Regions from separate parts of the Sparus aurata genome. Here region 2 is linked to region 1. The links are chromatin contacts, called in public Hi-C maps. All regions are on one chromosome and are shown on one strand. The core of a region is the stretch at or near the end of the contact, and the rest is flanking DNA. Distances in the headings are between cores, read along the strand shown.

What was found. Hi-C and Micro-C count contacts between places; a contact is called where the count stands out from the background.
Region 2: a Hi-C map of an unstated tissue shows a contact between it and region 1, with 7 times the contacts expected there. The contact joins the promoter of LOC115571668 here to the promoter of LOC115571351 in region 1. A contact is called at or near these places in 2 of 2 Hi-C or Micro-C datasets (skeletal muscle and an unstated tissue).

What each region holds. Positions count from the first base shown.
Region 1 is chr20:7,428,573-7,433,768 of fSpaAur1.1, reverse strand. LOC115571351 reads right to left here and starts at 2,722. Exons shown (of 5, transcript XM_030400711.1): 1 at 2,592-2,722; 2 at 1,868-1,987; 3 at 1,332-1,605; 4 at 948-1,070; 5 at 134-742. The coding sequence starts at 1,968. The coding sequence ends at 293. All of the region lies in intron 7 of slc39a11 (solute carrier family 39, member 11), which reads left to right.
Region 2 is chr20:7,608,222-7,613,417 of fSpaAur1.1, reverse strand. LOC115571668 (somatostatin receptor type 2-like) reads right to left here and starts at 2,530. Exons shown (of 4, transcript XM_030401184.1): 1 at 2,449-2,530.

The DNA.
Region 1 (5,196 bases), core at 1,473-3,972:
ACCTGTGGGTCTTTGTGTCAGTCAATGTCAAATGAACAAAGTCTGTAAAGTAAGATGTGCTGTTCTGGTATGCTGATATGCTGATCGCCTCTTTAAGGTCATTGACCATTTGTAAATAGCATTAGCAAATACGACGGGATCAAAGTCTTCTTTGTTAAAGAAAAAGACAACAGCAAACTTAACAGACAACACATTTTTTATATTTTTCTGAGCTTTAAATTTTGTGTCAGCATTTTCTTGTAGTTCATCTCATGACCTTTTCTGAAGGCTTCACAAGTACAGATGGTACATGTCATATTTGAATATAGAAGGTGCCATTTTGGCTCACAAGAGTTGGAATCTGTGCTCTTAAGTCTGTGAAATAAGTCTTTGCCCAAGTGATCTGATGTTTAGAAAACATAGTCTCAACTATTTCTCTTCCTCTGAAACAGTAGGTTTCCATCGGCCTGAAACATTCAACATAAAAGGGAAAAACGGTGTTCTCTTTGTAGCCCAGACAACAGTACACACTAATTCTATCATGCTCTGAAGACACAAAAATAACAGTTGTTAGGTAGTTTTTGTATTTCTCCAGAAGAAGGTTTAACTGTTGCTGATAAATCCCCGCGGCCTGCGTGGCTCTGGAGCCTCCAGCCCCCTCTAGACGCGCCTGATGGATCAACATCTGGGTGTGGAAGGCAGCTCCGTTCAGCCACTGCTTGAGAAACCGAGTGTTCATATGTCCATCCCTCAGCATGGAATTCTTAGAAAGAAGAAAATTCAAAGTATTATAGAATTAACATATTATTTCCATATTTCTGATGATAAATATTACATGGTTCTTACATTTAAAAAGTAGAAAATAAGATTCAGAATTTTAGCTTGACTTCAGTCTTAAAATATTCAGGTCATTGAAGGAAGAATGATCTTTCAAAAAATAAAGATGAAAGATTTTGACTGCTTTGCACCTTCAGCCGTGTCAGCTGGACGCTGAGATCGGTCTCTATTTGCCTGGTCTCAGCTAGTTGAAGCTGTGGTTTCCCCAAGTTGATCCGCAGACGTTTTAAATACTCGTCCATCAGGTCTCGGACCTCCACAGTCGAGGATTGGAGTGAAATTCATGAAAGCAAAGTCTTAGTATCGGTCAAATATGTATACATTTTTTTTCTTTTTGGTCAAAAGAAACATTCTTCACAATTTTTTTGACACTTTAGAGACTGAATGATTAGAGTCGTGAAAAAAATTTGCAGATTCAGCAAAAAAATGTGATCTTTAGTTGCAGCGTTAGTTCTGACCACAATTACAACGCTCAGTTAGAAATATGACATGAGGAAAAGATCAGGGGGTCTCACCTCATTGGCCTTCTCCTGTGCAAACACCCTTTGCAACATTTCAGCTGTGCCCATGGTTTCTTTCCCTAATGTCTTCCCAACTGTCTCCAAGATTATGGAAATGATGAAAGCCCCAAGTCCCACAGCATTAGGCACAATTTTGAGCCCACCCAGTGCAGAGCCCAGCTTCTCTACAGCGGCCGCAGCGTCACTGAATTCTCCACTGTATAAGACTTGATCTCTGTAATCATCCAGCACTTGAGTTGAGTTGAGTCCGGAGTATTGTAGCATCGAGCTGAGTGGAGAGATATATTCATTAGTCACAACTTTGTGTGATTGAATACCAAAAATGAAGTTGAACTTTTCACCTGCCAGAAAGCTACTGTACAACACTTTTGTCTGATACGTTCAGTATGTAAATAATGATTGGATATATTGATCTAATAGGCCGAGGTTCTACACTGTGATTCTATGATTCTCCACTTGATATGTTATATATTAAACCATCTTGAAGTTAAAACATAGACATGCAATTTCCTTTGAGTGACTGTGCCTACCTGTCAATTCCAAAGCCGTGCCATTGTTGTGAATTGAACAATGTTTCAGAGTACTTGTCAAGTTCTGCTAGTCGCTCCTCTGGAGACAACGACTGGCCCATTTTCTGTTTTGCTGTTTGTCTGGGAGCAAGAAGTGCAGAGGACTTTTCAATGACGTGTGTTCACCTTTACTAATTGTCTTCAAGACCTGTTTTTCTTCTGGACACACTGTAATTTAGCGTCCAACATTTACAATCATGTTTATGCAACCATCAGTCTGCTGGCTAAGACCTTCCCCCTTAAGCTCTATTGTATACATATTTTTGAGACACAAACATTGTAATGGTCCCAACTTTCAGAACATACATACCTCCTCCAAAATGCCCTTCTTCTAAATTTGTTATTTTTCTTTTTTAACTGATTTGATTGAATCATATTTTAATTTTCCTTATTTACATTTGTATTAAGACCAGCATCAAAACACAATGAAATACAGTAAAACAAAATGAATTCTTATAGATAACCATGATATACATGTGCTTATATTTCAAGGAAATTCAGTAGCTCATGCACTCAAAACGCTCACAAATGGCCCGTGTCACAGAAATCCATTGTAAGTTTCCCCCCCTATTACATTTTCATTCTTCCGTAGCAACACTTTCATCGACATGCCACTCAAACTCTGCCAAGTAACAAACAAAAGAATGACACTAAGAGCACAAACTATTTAGAAGTATTAACTCACCACTTGAGAACAGAGCTGTAAAAAGACTCAAGCAGCCCGAGGTTAGTTTCCCCTGCCTCAGAAGGTTTAGGTGTTTTTGTCAGCTTTAACACTGGACAGAGTTTAAACAGTGTGATCAAACTTAAGTTGCATCACTGGGATACATCTTATCTCTTGACACTGAAGTGATAAGAGAGGACAATAACATTGCCCACACACAAACTGAGTGGCAAGGCAACTGTGGCAAAGTGCGTTACAGGGGAATACAAGTTGAATTAAAAGGAATTAAAAATTGCATTTAAAATGCATTAAAAACAAGTAAGAAGTATCAAACAAAATATTGAAACAAGTTAAGAAATAGGGAAAGTAAGCTAAATTAGAATAGGTTTAAAAGAGACTCGACAAAGGAAGCTACAGTGCAGTTCAAAGCCTTTAAATTTTTTCAGTGAAAGGCTAAGACAAACAGAAAGGTCTTCAGCCTTGATTTAAAAGAGGTGAGAGTTGGAGCAGACCTGCAGTTTGCTAGGCGTTCGTTCCAGATATGTGGCACATAATAACTGAACACCACGTCTCCATGTTTTGTTGTTTCTAGGGGCTAGAAAGCCGACCTGTACCTGAGGACCTCAGAGGTCAGGATGGTTCAGAAGATCAGAATTGTGTTTGGGCCCGAAACCATTTGATGTTTTATAAACCAACAGCAGGATTTTGAAATCTATTCTTTGACAGACAGAAAGCCAGTGTAAAGGTCTAAGGGCCGGAGTGATGTGATCTACTTTTTTGGTTCTTGTTAGGACTTGAGCAGCAGCTTTTGAATCAGCTGCAGCTCTCCAGTGGATTTTTTAGAGAGTTGCTTAAAATACTGTTACAGTAGCCAAGTCTACTGAAAATAAATGCATGGACAAGTTTTTTTCCAAATCCTGCCAAGACATAAGTCCTTTTATCCTGGATATATTCTTAAAGTGGTTGTAGTCTGACTTTGTAATTGTCTTAGTGTGGCTGCTGAAGTTCAGGTCTGAGTCCATGATTACACTGAGGTTTTCTGGCTTGGTTATATAATCGATGATCTGACCTAGCGGAAGCATGTAAATGTTGAATAGAAGAGGCTGGAGAATGGAGCCCTGGGGTACTCCACTTGTCATTTTCATCCACTCAAATGTGTAACTACCTATAGGCTTTTAGAATTTTAACCAATTTAGTGCTGTATCAGAGTCCCACACAGTTTTCCAGTCGTCCAGTGGTATATTTTAGTCAACCGAGTATATTGTGGTCAAGTTGTCAGGTTAAGTCTATTTTTGGACCTAAAGTAAAGAAATGAAGGAATATATCTGGCTTCTCTCTTTAGTTGTCCCTGCTCAGGATGGTAAACGTTTTTGTCTGAGCACATACATTTGGTCCATGTAATGACTGGACTATATTGCAGCTGGTCAGAATATGGTAGATGTCAGGTGCTGTGTTGTGTGTGCTCACATGTAGTAGTTGCATCACTGCACTGCAGGGAGAGACAGGAGCTGTTGAGCAAGAGATTCTTCTATGGGAATTAGAAATGTGACTGACAATGAAATATATATTGTTGCTAAAAGCCATGTTTTGGCAAAATATACCTCAAAGATAAAAAATATTAAATGAACTACTCCAGCATCAAAGTCTTCAAAGTCACATGTTTTTCAACATTCAAACAACAAAATGAACTTCATGGCACTGATACAAGAATCCTATAAAATAAACATTGCGTAATGGAGTCATTCACATTGATTTGCATCATTGCTCACAATGTCCTTATGATAAAACCAAAAATAAAATGAGTGGATGAAAAGAATCACTTGACTTGTCTTTGTTTATTTTTTTCCTTTATAATTTCGTCAAATATGTTTGCATTTTTAGCCAAGGAAGCAGCATGGATCACATTTTGTTGATGTTCAGGTCCAGGTTGAAATATATGAGCAACTATTGGATTGATTGTGATGATGTTTCACACCAATATATTGTAATACTGGTCCCCAGAGGATGAAACCTCTTGAACTCAGTAATGTTTTGGCTTTCCCTTTTACACTACCTCCAAGTTGACATTTCTGGATTAAGTCATACGTCTTGACAGTATTGGATAGATTGCCATTACATTTTGCAAAGATATTCATGGTTCCCAGAGGTTAACTCAGAGTGACCTTGTTAATCTTTTTTTCTGTTGCACCAACTAACAGGTTTCACAAATACTTTGAAATATCTTCATGTACAGACATTTATAGTTCCCAGTGGTCGTGGATAACTCCTCGAGACCTTGGTGATCCCCTGACTTAATCTTATTCACCAGTAGCTCAGGTTTTCACATTTCTTGTGAAATGTCTCAACGCCTTCCCTATAGATTTGCATAAAATTGTGTGCAGACATTCATGTTGCCTTGAGGATATATCTGTGTTCACTTTGGCGATTCCCTGATTTTCCCTGGTGACTGGTGTCACCAGCAGATTAATTTCTCACTACTGTTGTGAATGTCTAAACCGATTAATTTGCACAACACTTTCCACAGACATTCACAGTGCCCTGAGGATGTATCTGTATTGGTGACCCCCTGACTTTTCCTCTTGTACCTCCATGAGGTTTGACATTGCCAAACAACTTACTAGTCATA
Region 2 (5,196 bases), core at 1,281-3,780, 180 kb before region 1:
ACTGTGTGTGTGTGCGGTGAACGTGTCTGACTACTGAGGATTCTTGTCGTTTTTTTTTTCCTTGATAAATCAATTGTTTCATAAAATGTTAAAAACCAAAACCCCACATACCCATCAGTTATTACCAGAGCCAAACAGGGATGGCTTTAAACTATTTTGTCTGCCTGTCAGACAAAGGCTTTTTGATTTTTTTCAAAGACAAAAACAATCTTCCTGTCAAAATAATTGCCACTGCTTGGATTTGTTCACCGGTTTTCAGCTATGCCGATGTGACAAGCCTTGCCAGTACGATCCCTATTGAGGCCAATCACCTCCGAGACACCGGAGGTTCATCTGCTGTCACATGGCTGCACACACCAACCATCAGTCTGCTCCGTGTTGAGTGCTTGGCTCAGACAGCTGCAGTGGAAGCAGTCTCTAATATCTGCAATGGAACTTTGCCAGCCTAAAACATCTAAGATTTTAAAAGGCTGTCTACCGGCTGTTTTAGTTTTCTCGACCGCGTGAGAGGAATACCACCGCAGGCGCACTGTCATCTCTTAATCTTTAATCAGTCTTAATATCACTGCGTGTGAATATGGTCAGGTTTAGAAAATGCCATTCTTTAGATTGAACTGCTGGCTGATTTGGCTGCATCTGTGTTACTGGCGGGAATGGCGGACCCTGCCGCGGAAAAATGTGAAACGACTCTACTTTATATATGAACTGAATGAAATAACATTGAATGATACATTCGGGAAAAAAATGTTGTGAGAAATTGGATGTGATATGATAAAAAAAATCTTAAGGATTGGATTGTTACTTTAAGTGCACAAATTCAAAAACAACTTGTATCAGCCTTTACAAACAGATGTCTGTGTGTGTGTGTGTCTGTGTGTGTCTGTGTGTGTGTGCGCGTGCCTGAGTGAGAGCGCCTCCAGGGAAAAGTGTACAGAAGAGCAATCCGCTCTAATAATACATCCACTAATGAAAGGATTTACCTTGTTATTTTCTAGCAGGAGGCGTAGACTAATGACTGTATTAGAGTCACTACTGTTTGGTGTCTTGTAGTTTAATTATAAAGCAGGGTAATTGTATTAACAAGAGCAAAAGGGGGGAGGATTAGTGGTCTATTCAAAACTCCCACAAAGGGAAAACACATTTTTAACAGGCTCCTTTGGACTAACAGAACAATATAAAGTGCCTGCTGGATGTCATGAGCTGCATGTCAGCCTCACCTCTGACTGTGTGAAGAGATGAAGTGATGCCGGGGGAGCAGCCCGGCTCCATGCAGCCTTATGTCCAGCTCAACAGGAGGCTCCTTTAATTGACATGGAGGTGGATATTCTCATCCAACAGTGGGCAGGTTGGGTTATCTTCTCTTCTCAAGGGCGCTGAGACATAAAATGGCCGCTGCAGGCACCGAACCTTTGACCTCTTAATTGAAAGACAGGACCCCGTGTCATCCCCTCTGGCCAGTTCCTTCCCGTGGACTCATGTAATTACCTCATGTGGAGTTGCACCTGTTACAGCTTTCATTTTTTTTTTTTTTTTTGCTTTGCTGAGCTGATGGACCAACCATCTACCGTCCTCTTGAACCGACAGACAGAAAACTGATCTTAGAATGCGCGTAAAAGCGCGTTTTTTATGGTGACATTCCATGCGCCAAACCGCTGCGCCACGATTGGATCATATAATTGATAAAAAAAAAAAAAAAAAAAGGTACTTTTACCAGACAGGCAGAGCTGTATATTCAAGGATGTTCACTACAGCGCGCAAAATCCACACAGAAATACCCATGGATGAAGGCAAAATGTAATAAGCTCCACTAAAATTCAGCACTAAAATGTCCTTTCCCAATATCCCGCCCCTAAAGAATCACTTACTTTTTAATCCGAAAAACTTCCCTCCTCACATCAAGTCCATCATGACAAGGCGTCAGTCAACGAGTACGCGGAGTCTGGCTGCTCCGAAGCGGCAGCTGACAGCTGCCGGACAGCTGCATCCCGCCAGCCTCTCCATCCACCTGCTCTCCCAGGGTTACGCACGACGCTGGCGATCGGAGCGCTCCCACTCGCCACCTTCACCAGAGCCGGTGATTATACCACCGACGTCTCTCAGGTCATTTCTTATCCTTTTTTTTTTTTCTTTTTTTTTTTTTTAACCTCCCAAGAAATATTCCGCGTTTCTTTTTTTTGTTTTTTTGTTGTGAACCCGTAAGTTTGGCAAGACCGCGTCTTTACAAACGCCGTAGCGCGCTCACAGTGCGCTGCGTCCAGCCGGTCTTGGCACCGAAAGCCCTGCGCGACAAGTCGGTCAGAGCGGCAGGACGCACGACTGCGCCGGAGAGAGAAAGAGAGAGAGAGAGAGAGACACACACACACACACACACACACACACACACACACAGAGGGGGGGGGGGGGAGAGTAAGAGAGAGAAGGAGGGAGAGGGAGAGAGATGCGCGTCACCTTATGTGCGTCGGTGTCCTGCAGATTGCTGATTTTGAGTCACGTATAGCAGTTGGCTCTTTCTCTGGTGCCTGGTGATTGTAGTGTTCCACGTCATTCAGTTGTATCAAGATAAAACAAATACATAATAACAAACAAGTGTATGCGGTATATTCAGTGTTGCACGTACCTCAGCTTATCAGTGACACATTGTTTTTTTTGTGTCATTGGACCTCCAGATGCGTCGGGGGAAAAAAACACTGAGATTCCTGCAGAGAATGCGAAAGAAAGGGAAAGAAAACAACAACCCGAAGCTGCGACACGAAATGACGCCGCAATCAGGCCGCCTCCGTCCAAATCCACCGGCTTCCGCCGCTGCAATTACTTCAAGTGGTAGCCAGGCCTTCCGCTGAACTGCTCTCAATCAATGGTGCTGATTCTCCTTGGCGACAGCGATGGCACTCAGGTCTGGAGCGCGCGAGGCCGATCCAACAGTCCCCCTCTCCCGTCCTTTATAAAAGGAAGGGGTTATCGAGTGAGTGCAGATGGCGGGGTATCTTCCGTGACCTCTCTCAGCGGAGAGCCTCGTGAGAAAATGTCCCGCCACTTGCCCTCAATTTAGCAACGCAAAAGTGCTGCTATTATTACCGTGGATGTTGTGGTCCTTTCAAAGATTAATGGCTCTATTTACAGCACGTCCAATATCTTCGGAGGGAGGGAGCGTGCTCAGAAAAAAAAAGAGAAGCCCAGTAAAAGAAAGGATTTTGGTGGAGGCCGTGTGTCTTCGCTTACTCTGTGTTAAAATCCGAATCCACGTAGTTTGCAGTCAGGTGTGTGTGTGTGTTTGTTGTGCGGCGGTCTCGAGGTCAACAAGTTCTCTGGGTGAGTTCACTTTTGTGTGTGTGTCACTGAGGCACACGGTCAGACTGCAGGCCTTCCGTTGTTAAATAATCGGCGAGGTCACAGTGGGTAGAGGGAAATAGCTTTGTGGCGTTTTAGCACTATTTAAGCTCTTGCAGAAAGTTAGATGAGGAGGCGGATATTACTCTCATATAGGCGCGCTGAATATGAAGCTAACTGTACAGCCGACAGCTGATAACGACGGGAGGTGGCCTGGCTCCGTCCAAAAGCGTTAAAAACCTCCACGGGTGCGTTCAGACGTGAAACAACGCACGTTTTCATTCCTTGGATCCAACCGCTAGACCAACGGGTTGAGCAACCGCTCGGCTAAAACAAACATCTGGTACAGGTAACGTACTTTTCGGGTATGGATGTCAACCAAGTAAAATGTTTCTCCATCCGTGCTCTTGTAAATTCTCACGGGGTTGCTGCCTGAAGTTCAGTTATCAAACACAAGCTTTGACTTGTTCCCTGAATGGTTCATCGAGCCTACCCTATAGGCAATCACGTTAGAGGGTTACGAGTTATTGCCTCGGAGCAAGGCCACAACAACAGCTCGACTGAAGTGGACCTGGCAGGGCGCTCAGGTTCTTTCTGTTACTTCCCTTCAGTCTCTGTCCTTTGTCCTGCTGTCTCAGTGCTTTCGTGGAGTGGGCTCATAAAGCCTCACGACAGGCACAGTTTCTACTTCAAGCTGAAGCAGCTTCAGCTTAAGTGTCTTCACTTTGGTCAGTTCGGATCACCTTGACACAGGTGTCGCTTCAGGAAGCCAGAAGCGACTCCGAGAAGTTACCGCCAAGAAATAGTCCTGCCTCCAACTTTCTGTTACCGTTACAGTTTGTCATTTTCACACTTGAGTTTTTGTGGGGATCAAAAACCAAGATATAACAGGTCAGTTTGTTAGCGTTACAGGAGCTGGTGGGTTGATTTTTTGCGATGTTTGGGCAAAGGTAAGCTAGCTGTTTCCAACTGCCTGCTGACTGTGGCCTCACAATTTGCTGTTTCATTGATGTTTATCAGTTCTGGCAGAGTACTTAGAACAAACAGGTCATTTTCTAAATCACGCCACTCCCAACAACCATCAGTGAATGCGTCACACTGGCTTAATGGAAATTATCTTATGCTGTTTAATTTTTTTATTTTTCATTTTTAAAGCAACATCACACCAAGGAAGTTAGTCAGTGTGCGTGTTCAGCAAAGCAGTGCTCATTTCAATGAAACGCCAGATTTCAAAATTGATTCTACCGTTCAGTACCACCAACCGCTGAATATACTGCTGAAAGAAAAATCAACAAAGTCAATGAAACCGGTCAGCGCTGTCTAACTGTCCAGTTAGTTAGGATCTCCGTCGGTTGCACGGATGTTTGAAACGCAGCGGACGGGGCTTTTAACCAGCCGATACACGGCATAATGAATCTCAGGCTCTCTCTTTGCTCGCCACTCAACAAAAACACGCGCATTCGGCCTTGAATGTCACTGGTCAACAGCTCTCCTCGCGGCCTTCAACTGTGACACGCGTCTAAGTCAATACGAAGCCCAGCTTGAAGGGTAAAGGTCCATTTGCGATAAGGCTTAAAGATCAAACACTGACATCAGTCAGTTTCTCGCATCCTTGCCTTTCTTACAACTTGCCCGCGCAAAAAGAAAAAAATGCTATCTGTCAGCAGCACGAGGCTGATGAGAAGCTTTATTTCTCATTCATGTCGGCGACAGTGTACTTTGGGCTGTGTGGTCAATCAGATCTGTTTGAACAGATCCAGGACGGCAGCTGCTGATGTCGCGCCCCTGACATATTGTTTTTTGCTGCGTAGATGAGGTGTTTCAAGCAGCCTGAGAAGTGTCAACCCCAATGTGTATCTCTTTTTTTTT